Linked DNA regions of Drosophila melanogaster: region 2 is linked to region 1. The links are chromatin contacts, called in public Hi-C maps. All regions are on one chromosome and are shown on one strand. The core of a region is the stretch at or near the end of the contact, and the rest is flanking DNA. Distances in the headings are between cores, read along the strand shown.

The links. Hi-C and Micro-C count contacts between places; a contact is called where the count stands out from the background.
Region 2: a Hi-C map of the Kc167 cell line shows a contact between it and region 1, with 1.6 times the contacts expected there. A contact is called at or near these places in 7 of 107 Hi-C or Micro-C datasets (the Kc167 cell line, the S2 cell line and cellular blastoderm embryo).

Annotation. Positions count from the first base shown.
Region 1 is chr2L:14,046,017-14,051,598 of dm6, reverse strand. It overlaps NimC4 (Nimrod C4), which reads right to left and starts at 4,017. Exons shown (of 1, transcript NM_135854.3): 1 at 2,736-4,017. The coding sequence starts at 3,968. The coding sequence ends at 2,835. The region is part of intron 2 of nAChRalpha5 (nicotinic Acetylcholine Receptor alpha5); the gene reads right to left.
Region 2 is chr2L:14,260,490-14,266,243 of dm6, reverse strand. It overlaps wb (wing blister), which reads right to left and starts at 3,217. Exons shown (of 16, transcript NM_165086.3): 1 at 2,121-3,217. The coding sequence starts at 2,523.

The DNA of each region.
Region 1 (5,582 bases), core at 2,768-5,267:
AAACTGGGCGTGACGGCAAAAGTGGCGAGCTGAAGTTGCATGCGCCACGCCCCTTTGGATCCCTATGGCTCCTGCTGCGCCCCCACTGAATATGCCGCCCAAAAGCTTATAGAACATAAAGTAGCTAGCCCTAAAATTTAGCAATGTTTCGCATATTTCACATTCGCTAACGCCCACCCCCCACTCCTAATTGGGCTGGCGGTGTGGGCGTGGCAGGGGCATACATTCGCACACATAAATTGCACAGGATCAACTAGTGGTTAATATTTGATGGCTGCTGTTTGCGTTTTCCCGAGTCGCAGCAACAGCAGCAGCAGCAGCAACAACAACGAACTGCATCCGAGCTAAACTGCAGCGACCTACTTTCCGACAATGCATTTTTGCAGAGCAGATGCTGAGCGAATGGGGGCTTGGGTGGATTGTGGGTGTATTGGGGTGGCAGGCAGGAATCGGGGGTGGTAAGTGTTATTCGAGGGCTGCATCAACAAGTACACACTGAATAATTTGCAGGACTCCCGCTAGGTTGCGATGGGAAATGAGTAAGAGCTCTGGCTGCTGATTTTGACGAATGTCTTCGGCCAAGTGAAGTGAAGTTATCCCGTAAGGAAAGCTATAAAATTGCAATTGCCGAAGGAAAAGTTACATTTTTCTAAAAACACTTATTTATTCAATTACTAAAGATTATTGTATCTGAAGCTCTAGGCAATATTATAATGCCTTCATTTCATATTGTATGCTTGGGAATTTCAGAAGGCACTCTTTGATTTTCAAGAAAACCTAAGGAAAAATTTAAATGATTTTTATAAAATTTTGTATTTTTCTGTTCATTCTTCATTACTCTTTTTAAATTTTTATCAACATGACTTTATTTTTAACTGGATCAGGGTTTGAAATTTAGCTACGACCACTTTTCCCCAACCCTTTTACATTTTAACAAACATTTTACAGTTAACAAACGAACCATGTAAAAATTGCTCTGCTTAAAACTGAACATTTTCCGCCATCAGTGCGGAATCTTTGAGGTAACTATTTTTATAATTCGTTTATGCATTTGAAAAGTTTATTTTCCGTGCTCTAGTTGCCCAAGGCTTTAGCTCAACTGTTGCAGAGCGCTTTCCAGTTGCAAAGCTAAAACAATTTTTGCTAGCAAAATATAATAAATAAATAACTAAGCAGCAAAAGAGCAGACTGTGCGAAAAGTAAGGGCACAAAATATGTGTAAAAATGAAGAGCGGTCGGAAGATAAAGCAGAACGAAAGGCGATGGCAAAGGCAAAGGCAAAGGCAGGCGAGTCCAGTCGAGTCAAGTTGAGTTGAGCCAGGCCATGTCCTTGGGCGACTTCCCACGCAAAAATATTCACCAGCAAAGGTTACCCCAACGCAAACACACACACACACACACACACACATACACATCTACACGCACGCACACAGATACGAGTGAAAGCAATCAAAGTGAATGGCGGAAATAAACACACACATACACAGAAACAGATACGAGCACAAACACAGATACTCAGCACACCGACAAAGAGAGAAGAAAACAACATAAAAATTAAAGAAGCTTTAAGTATTCTCGTTGTTTTTGCTGCCAAGGGGGCAAATAGTGGTTGTGAGCTCCATCCACTTGCAACAAATCGTCCTTTTTCTTAGAATTTGCACGCTTTCGATGTTTATTCGCTCTCACGCACTCTCTTCGCTCGCACATTCTCTGCGGCGGATTTTCTCGGCTCTTTTCCGGCACTGCTCTCCCTGTTTACCCTAAAGCTCTGCTCCACGCTTCTTTGTGCAAAACACATATAAATGTGCAGCGATTATGGCTAAAAAGATCCGTGTGCCGCTGCCAGATACACTTCGCAAAGATACAAATACAGATACACAAAAGCGCTCGACTTTCGAAGCAGATGCTACGGCTTAAAATATAATATAAATAATGCTTCTACTTAAGCATAGAAATAAATCCTTTTAATTCAAAATATCCGCATTTAATCAGAATCAACACTTTTTGTAGCTTTTGCTGTTATTAATAAACGAAATATATAGTAGCAATTTTATATTTCTGAAATGAGTTAAAAGGTAATGAGCCCACAACGGTACTCATGTATCTACATGGATTTTAATCCCTAAAATAAAGAATTTCCAATACAGATAACGTTAAATATGAGACTCACACTCAGCCTCAATAACTTAAAAGTCCTTCAACATACATAGTTGTGAGTAAAAACATAACATTTCAAATGTGTCTGTTCATTCGTCTGAGTATTTTTAGCCATTTTCAAGTTGGCTTGTTTGCTGATGTGCTGAGCATGAGCACTCTTGCCTCGAATGTTTATGAATATTTTATTTACATAAGCCAGTAATCAGCATATGAGTCCATATTGCTGCTAAGGGACTCACAATCCGTAAGCGAGATATGATGAGTAAAATGTTTGTTTAACGTTTTAAATTTATCAGCCACAAGTTATGAAGCGAACTATGAGAGTATCTAATAGTTTGTCAGATTTGTTAAGCCTCTTAAGCTCCTAACATTAATTTTTGGTCACGATAAAGATTGCCTATCCTAACTATCTTTTTGTAATGTTAAAGAACACCATTGAATTAGAACACCATTGAATAATTGTAAACATTTATATTATTATGCAATACAATTGGATTTGGCTGAGGAATAAAGCCCCTACATAATATATATACTATATATCCATTATATTATCTACCATTTAAAACAAAAGCAATTTAATTATGATACGCTTTATTCTCGAATGATTTAAATGATTAAAAATTAACAATCAATGTTGATATAACACAGCCCAACGCCAAGGGATGAACCTGACCCCTTCATGGCACCCACTCGTCCACATCCACTGTCTTCTGCGAATACTGGCACTCCATCTCCTTGTTGGCCAAAGCAGCCCGCTCCTGGCGATATCGTCTACCACCGAGGAGACCCACAATGAGCAGAACAAACAGGAATCCACAGGCAACACCAATGATGGGTATGGTCCAGGGATTCAGCTCATCGTCATCGTCGATAGCTTCGTTCAGCCCGAGAATTTGGTCGAGCAAAGTGCGCCGACAGCTGAGCACTCCAGTTGCTTCGCCACTCTCCTCCGGCACATAGCCATCGGAGCACTGACATACACCGGAGTCCAGGCATGTTTGATGCGGACCACAGCCGGATTTAAGGCAACCCACATCATTGCTGTCGAATTGCTTCTCGCGGCATTCGCCGCGGAACAGGACAAAGTCATCCGGACAGTGGGTGGCCGTGAATACTGCTGTTGAACTGGTGCTCGGCGAATCCGTATTGTCCTCGGTGGTCTCCAGTTCCTCAGAGATTGACTCTGCACTGAGCTCGATACACCTCTCTTCGGCCTTATCCCACCGATATCCGGAGTTGCAGGCACAGCGGTCCACATCGATGCACTTGCCATTGGCACAGCCATCGCCCACCCGGCAAACTGGGGCACATCCACCACTCACACCATCGTCAGTTGGCTGCAATTGGGTGTACCCGTCGCGACAGGCACATGTATTGGGCGTTACGCACTGAGCACCCGCAGGACATGGGGTCTCGCAGATGGGTTCACAGTAGTGGCTGCCATCCTGGTGATTTCTGGCTGACACGTAGCCGGAAATGCACTCACAGCGATCTGGAGCGGCACAACTGGCGTGGGCGGGACAGCCCCGACTGCAGATGGGCTCACACAAGCCGGACTCCACCTGCAAGTAGCCGGGGCAGCACTCCCTAACCAACCTGTGGGTGACTTGTTCCTCCTCTGAATCGTAGATCTCTGTGATCTTCTCAGTCTTCTTCCAGATCTTCCACTTGGATGGCTGCTTTACTATGATCCGCTGTTTGGTCACTGGCACTGTGGCTCGTATCGTCTCGTTCCTTTCGCAGTAATTATCACGCTCAGCGTTCGCTGCAATGGAACCGAGCACCAAAATCAGGGCCCAGATGAATTTCATTTTCCAGTTTGACTTGTCCGTTCGCAACTGCAGTCGGTACACAACTGAATTTTCCCAGAACAAGAAGTGCGGACGACAGCTAAGCTGGCCACGCAGGCAGTGGACTGCGGGGAGGATCGGCAGAGAATGCAGGCAGGCCACCAGATAGGACACAACAACATCCGCAGCTAGATACAATCGCTTTCTACACTGAAAACAATCTCATCGAGATGTTGCGCTAAGCCGAATCTTGCTGATATTCAAATAATTAATAAGGCATTGGACTTATTAAAATCTTGATAAGCTTATCAAAGGGTTAAATACATTTAATTTTACAACATATTAAACTTGTCACAATTTCGTTCAGTGCTGTGATCTCGGAGGGTTGCAGCATATCTGAGCCGCTGCCAAAGGTCACCACCGGATCTCTGATCTTTCTGACTTTGAACCTCCCCCCTCTTTATCACAGTGCACTATCTAAGAGTGTAGCTTTTCAGTTATTATCATAAAACCCGCTTTATAAGTTGCCCGCATAAAGACGTTGATAATGCTGAAAATAACATAACATAAAGATGTAATTGTTTTCCATTGAGAATCGTTGCCGATATGACTCACAAAGAGCGGAACTAAACGGTTTACATTGATGTATTTTTACTTCACGACTTCCTCCACATATAATAGAAAATAATAATCATTTTACACTATTGCGTTCTTTAAAAATTAGTCAGATTTTTTACGATTACTTCATGTCTCAACAATTTGTTCCCAGGATTTTTCCACTTAACTCTTATCAAGTGGTCCTTTTTTGGTACCTGCTTTTTTAGAATTTTACCTGTTCAACTAGCTGTTTTCTTCTAATAGAAACGAAAAATTGTACATTTTCCCAGCAGGCAAGATTTTTCTCTCCAATTTAATTGACAGAAATAGTTTCCGTATGGTAATTTTGGACCATTTGATTTTTAGAAACGGTGGGAAAACATAAAATCGAATGTCTATTATTAAACATCAAAAATGATAATGTAACATTGGAGAAATGTTATTCCTTTGTTTATCCATGTTAAAATACAATTTTAAAGTCAGTCTGCATAATATGCTTTTCCGTTTGACTTTCCACAGCGCCCGGTCAAGCAATTATCTCAATTGAAATATGATCCCCAAAGCGTTTAAGAGGTCACTCATTGGCAGGCTGAGCTTAATGCGCTTTTACAAAACGCAAATCAATTTGGCAGGATGAAACTCATAAATGTTTGAGCCACTTGAATAAATTCTGGCCCCCAGGAAGCCTGACGTCATTGGGCTGGTGGCAGTCGCACATTTGTTACTTTTGTCACGCTCGTTTCGAGTCGGGATCTCTGGGACAATGTTTTGTTGAGCACATTCACAGTGAACCCGAAACCCCATATATGTATGTGCATGTGTTTATATACAGAAACGAGTACATATAGATGGATGTGTGAGTATATGGGAACGAGTGTCAATGCAGGAACAGGCGGCGTATAGGGCACGTATCCTGTGCCGCAAAATGCTCCAACTCTTCGCCCCGCGGCCTGACTTTATGGAACATATGAACGGATGAATGACAGCTGACATAGAGACAAAAGTGTGTGTGACACAGTCACATTCTAATCTAAAATA
Region 2 (5,754 bases), core at 1,968-4,467, 220 kb before region 1:
TGGTTGATTGGAAAACAACCCGACAATCCCACAATCCGTTCGTATCGTTTTGATCTGGTCGAGTATCTGTATCTGTATCTGTATTTGTGACCCATTTCGCCATTAGGAAACTTTCGTTTTCTCTAATCCAAACAGCCAATCAATCAATTAATGCCAATCGAATCAAACGGGCGTTATAAATACGACTTAACCGGGCAATAATTTGCGCGATCAATTCGCATTTATGTCTTCAAGGCTTTGTCGTTGAAATGTGTTTCATTGAATTGATTAACAATTGAATGATTTAGAATTGATTTGCAGTCATTATGGCATCAGGAAACCAATTTACACATTGAAAAGTTGCTCAACGCTTTCAGGTCAGCAAATGTTGTTCCGCCTGTGTAATCATTTTCTGAAATATTCGTATTTAAAAAATAATACTAAATCGCCAAATAATTGTTTAACCATTTTACAAAGAGAAAATTAAAAAGTATTTTTTTTCTAATTAAATATTACAATATTCTACATGCTAATCGTTTGTATCTTTGCCTTTCCCCATTTGATTCTCACATAATATTAGTTCTTATTTTTCTAGGCTAATCATCAGCAGTTTTTATTAACCACACTATGGCATTAAGAAGTGATTATCATAAAACAGCTTTGGAATGAAATGTATCCAAATGTTTCCACAAACAACTTGGAAGCATGGCCAATTTTTGTTGGCTTTGTTGTATTCCGTAACAAATTTTAACGACAAAAACTGTGAACGAAGTGGACACAGTAAGCCACTTAAGTTTTATAACCATGGCAGTCGCGTAGATATTTTAATAAACCCTTTTCTATGGCCATGTGTGTGGGTTCTGGGTTCTTTTTGTGAAACATATGTTGCTATTAGCGCGTGAGGCATTCCATAAGGCGATACGCTACGCATGCCTCCATCAATTATCCTCTCCGGGGAAAAGACGACCTGCCTAACAATCGACCATTGTTGCTGCTGCCTAGTTACGGCATCTTGTGCACTTCCACATCCACTGCCTCTCCAGAAATCGACCACAATTACAGGGACCAGGACCATCAGAGCCAGAGACCCTGGCGCTATTGTTGTCCTCAATCCTCAAACTGTTCCCTCGCAGCGGTTCGGGGTCATGTGTTCGGCAAACAAATACCCTCAAGTGCCCAGGGACCCACACACACGCTCGAGGACAATCTCCAGGGGTTACAAAGAACATATAGAAGATATAGCCACACATAAACATGTCCATATTGTGTTTCTATTCATCTCTGCTGATCGCCTTTGTTCGCAATGTTTATCGGTTCAATTGCCCTGCCAATTGTTGTGCAAAGGTAAGACTATAATTTGTTTAAAAATTTATGTTTTGATTAATTTTAATGGGCATAACCAGGGGTTAATACCATCATGATCATTTGGAACCAGTCTGGGAATTTTAACATATAATATTGGTCGTTGAAATGCGCATGTTCTTATATATTACTTATTCCTAGTAGTTATTACCCTTATCAAGATCATGTTTTGTATTACAATTATTGTGAACTCATTGAATTTATATAATTTCAGAACTTTGTGTTTATTACGTTGTCAGCTATTCAAGAAGTCTAAGTACACATTCATCGTAAACTTTGTTTTCGCCAACTAACCAGAGTTCACACTGCCATAACCAGAGATCTATCATCTCACAGTTGGTCGAAGCCGACGAGGCGATTCATATTCCTAATAGGCAAAGTTCACATAACAAAAAGCCAAGTTTTTTTTTTCCAACTAACGACAACAAAGGCAACACAAGGCCAGGGCAACTATGTGCCAACGACCAAAGACCTGGCGACAACCACTGCAGCATAGCCGGACCATAACTGGACCTCTCACGTAATAACGTATAGAATTTCAAAAAAAAAAAAAAAAAAAAAAAAAATACAAATAAAGAGCAGCTCAGGAAAATTAAAGAATCTCTTCCTCCTGTCACAACTTTCACATGAAAGTTCTTTCAACTTGAGCGGCCAAATATGGCAGAAACACGACCAGCGACCAGGAAACTGATGGCGAGCAATGCGAGCAACTTCTGGTGCTGCACAATCGATCAGGGAACCATATTTAGAAGAGCCTATCCATAGTTATAGACATTTACCTCCACCTCCTGCTCCTCCTCCGGATTTCTGTAATTTTCCGTTGCGACGACGCTGCGGCGGCTTCTTCTTGGTGACGGATTCCGAGGAGGCAATAGCCAACATCGATTCCGAGTCGGCAATGTTACTTTCAATGATCAGGCCACTTTTGGTTTTGTGACGTCTCGATGATTGCGGTGACTTCTTCTTCTTATCGGGACTCGACGCAATTCGAGCTCCTGTCCAGGACACAATGTTCTGCTGGAGTTCCGTGGAGTTGTCGTTGAGCGGCATGCTATAATCCTGTAGGTCCTTGGCAGTGGAGAATCCACGCAACCGTTTCCGCTGCCTTTTGGCCTGACAGTGGGTGACCAGCAGGATGAGGATCAGGCCCAGTGGCCATTTGATAAAATTTCCGATTTGCATGCTGGACGAACTGAATGCACTACGATCACTAATGACACATTATATTCCGTTCGACTTTGAACTTGGATATATTTTCTGTGCTCTTTTAATAAAACCACTTGAGATGCAGGCACTTATTCCTTGGTATTTTCATTCATAATATTTTTTATTTTCACTGCACAGATTGTTCTTTTTTTTTGTATTATTTCTTTTTCAAATCATTTACGATTTCCGCTCGAATTTTTTCTCCACTTTTTTACGCATTTGCTCTTGCGAATCTTTCACTTTATTTGCTCGATTTTGCGTAGACTTCTTGCAACTTTGCTACTTCAAGATTTTTGCGCTATTTAATTTTATTTTTGTTTCAGACACATTTCCCACTTTCCTGCTCAGCGACAAGCAAACATTTTTCTCGCCAGCTATTTTCGTATTTTCGTATCCTCGACGTGAAGTGTAAAAAGTGAACAAAAATCGATCTTGCGTTGCAGGGAAACTCGGAAATGGCATACAGAATTTTGCATTCACTTATTTATTAGCAGTGGCTTATCGCATAATTGCCGTTTAATTTTATGACACATAAATAAATCGCCAGAGCAGCGGCCGCACTATTCGAACGCACTATCATCTAGAATCCAGCCATCGCACAGGCAAAGCACAGCACTCGAGACCCGTCGCGTGTCTTGCTTCCTACGCAAACGACCGTCAAACACGAACTGATCGCAAGCGCTGCACTTCAGACCAGATCCGTGAGAGTGTGGACCTTGTGGATCGCATTCGGCGGCTTGTTCCTTTTGCAGCACTTCGTTCAGATGTTTCTAAAGATGGAAAGCTATTCCTTTTCTATGATGAAAACTTACATATACAAAAAATGTATATTTACAGGAATGATATTATTAATAATGTTTGAGTTTGCACATTGAAGACATAAATGAAACAAGAGTGCAGAGCCAAGAGGAAGTGGCATTGGCCTTCTGGGAAATCTAACACCTAGGAATGGGTTATGGTTTCTAATTAGGTACATGCTTTATTGATCTTGGCCGATAATAAACTGCATGACCTTTGCCCGAGGAGAGTTTACACTGTGAATAATTAGGGATAAGTGTTATGATCTTAGGATACCTCCAAAACTGAGTCTAGAATTTGTCAATTTAAACTGAAAACAGTATTTAATTTGTTTATCTTAATCTAAAGCATAAATTTAAAGGAATTTTTATACAAACCTTTAAGTGTAAATATACTGCGAGTTTGTCTTAACAATTAATCAGGTAACCCTTTGCATTTCCTATTTACTTCACTATTTCCATAGTTCAATGCCAGCTTATCAGCTGATTTATTTACATCGCTATCAGGGCAAGTTACGATCCACAAAGGTGAGTTTGCTGATTTACCTGTTGCTCTGGTGAATGTTGCAAGCCAAATCGTTTAACTTTAGCAGGTAAACAGGCTGCAAGTGGCCGAGCCAGGAGTCGGGAAATTCCCGGGGTGCTAAAAAAAAACATTTGTAGTCCTGCGAGCACCTTGCACTTGAACCGCCTTTGTTGTCCGTCGCTTGTTTTCCTTTCCAGCCTTCGCCACATGTTTTCCACTTTATATCAGTTTTGACAGTTTCGCATTGAGGGTTCCGACCTTTTTGCCGCTACTTTGTTCTGACCCTCGATGTCCTACGGTCATTTCTGATTATCCTGCGGTGCTTTTGTAACGTCGTCACGGCATTTCAACAGGTGAAAAGAGCCCCTGGCGAGTGGAGCGAATTGAGGCACTTAACGCCAGTTTGAATGGTTCCCAAAAGATATCTGAAAGATATTTCCTGCTAATACGACCATACTCATTGGACGTTTTACGGTGGCGCACGTTTCATGTTGCCCGCGGTTATTTGCAGCCCAATCGTGTGGCCCTTACATAAATACCTCATTCTTCCTAATAAGTTTGCGTTTCATTTGCCAGTTTGCAGGGCATTGAAGGGTGGGAAAAGCACAGGTAGACGATGTTCTGGGTTCTACATTCCCCAAATTAAATGCAATTTATTGTTTCAAGATTCTGAGAATAAATATCTATAGATTTTCTTTGTTAACTTTAGCTGTTTTAAAAATTCGCATTACATTTACTTAAATTTTTCTTTTATTTTAAGTCGCAAGATATACATTGTACAAATTAGGATGTATGCCCTTCGTTTAGTTGAAGTTCGAAACTCATAAATAAGCAAGGAATCCAGAATGGGCATCCCCTCTTTTTATCTGTGTTGCAATTTGTTGATGCCTTTGCTGCTGTTGCTGCTGCTCTGGCTCGAAGAGCATTTGTTGAAGCGTGAAACAGCAGTTTCACGAGCCGGCTAAAAGAGGTGCAATTGTCGATCCCTTTGGCCCTCGCAAAGGATTGGGAATCGAGAGTTGCCCAGCCTTCTGGCACACCCGCACACACTTCTGGCACTTTATCCATTGTCGATGCGCCGTTTAAATTGGTTCGTTTAACAGAATCGAATACCAAAACCCAAGGCGGCATCGAATGAAACGAGCCCGAACGAGAGATTGGAAGGAAATAAAAGGGTTTTTCTTTTTTCTTCAGCTTGTGCGCATGCCCGGCTTTAAGTGCCCGACGTACTTGAGGATAACGATGAGTATGCGGAGGATAATCATGGCGGCGGCGGCGATGATGATGTTGTTGCCGCTGCCCTGATGAGGCTGCTGATTTCGGCGTGATTTATGCATCTTAATTGAAATGATGGCTTACAAATTGTTTGGCACAAGTGCACCAAAAAGGGTTAGGAACTGAAAAGGAAGGAGGTAGCATTCGAGTTCCAAAAAAGGAGTTCCTGGAAGGAAGGTTGCTGTGGCTTAGGAATGCGATCAACGCACGACAGGACTTCCTGTTTGCAATCACTTTACTTATTATATTATTTATTTATGGAATATTGTGGATATAGGGTTCTTTCGGTTCAGGATTCATATGGCATGGTGGATATATGTATGTATCATCAATTTAATGCTTAAAATGTAGTTAGTAACCATTATTTGTAGCTTGCTTACTTACTTACTGCCCAGCAATCATGGCACTTACCATTCCTAGTAAGAATACACGATCGTTGGCAAGGTTCTGGCAATTTCCCAACCACTTACAAGATTAAAATCATATTGCAACCTCTTGCTAACTACTTTCACACACAGCCAGTCCAAGAGGCAATTCCACATCCACAGGTATATTCAATTTTCTAATAGCCGCCTCCTAATCAAAACTAAGGCATCGAACTTTTATCAA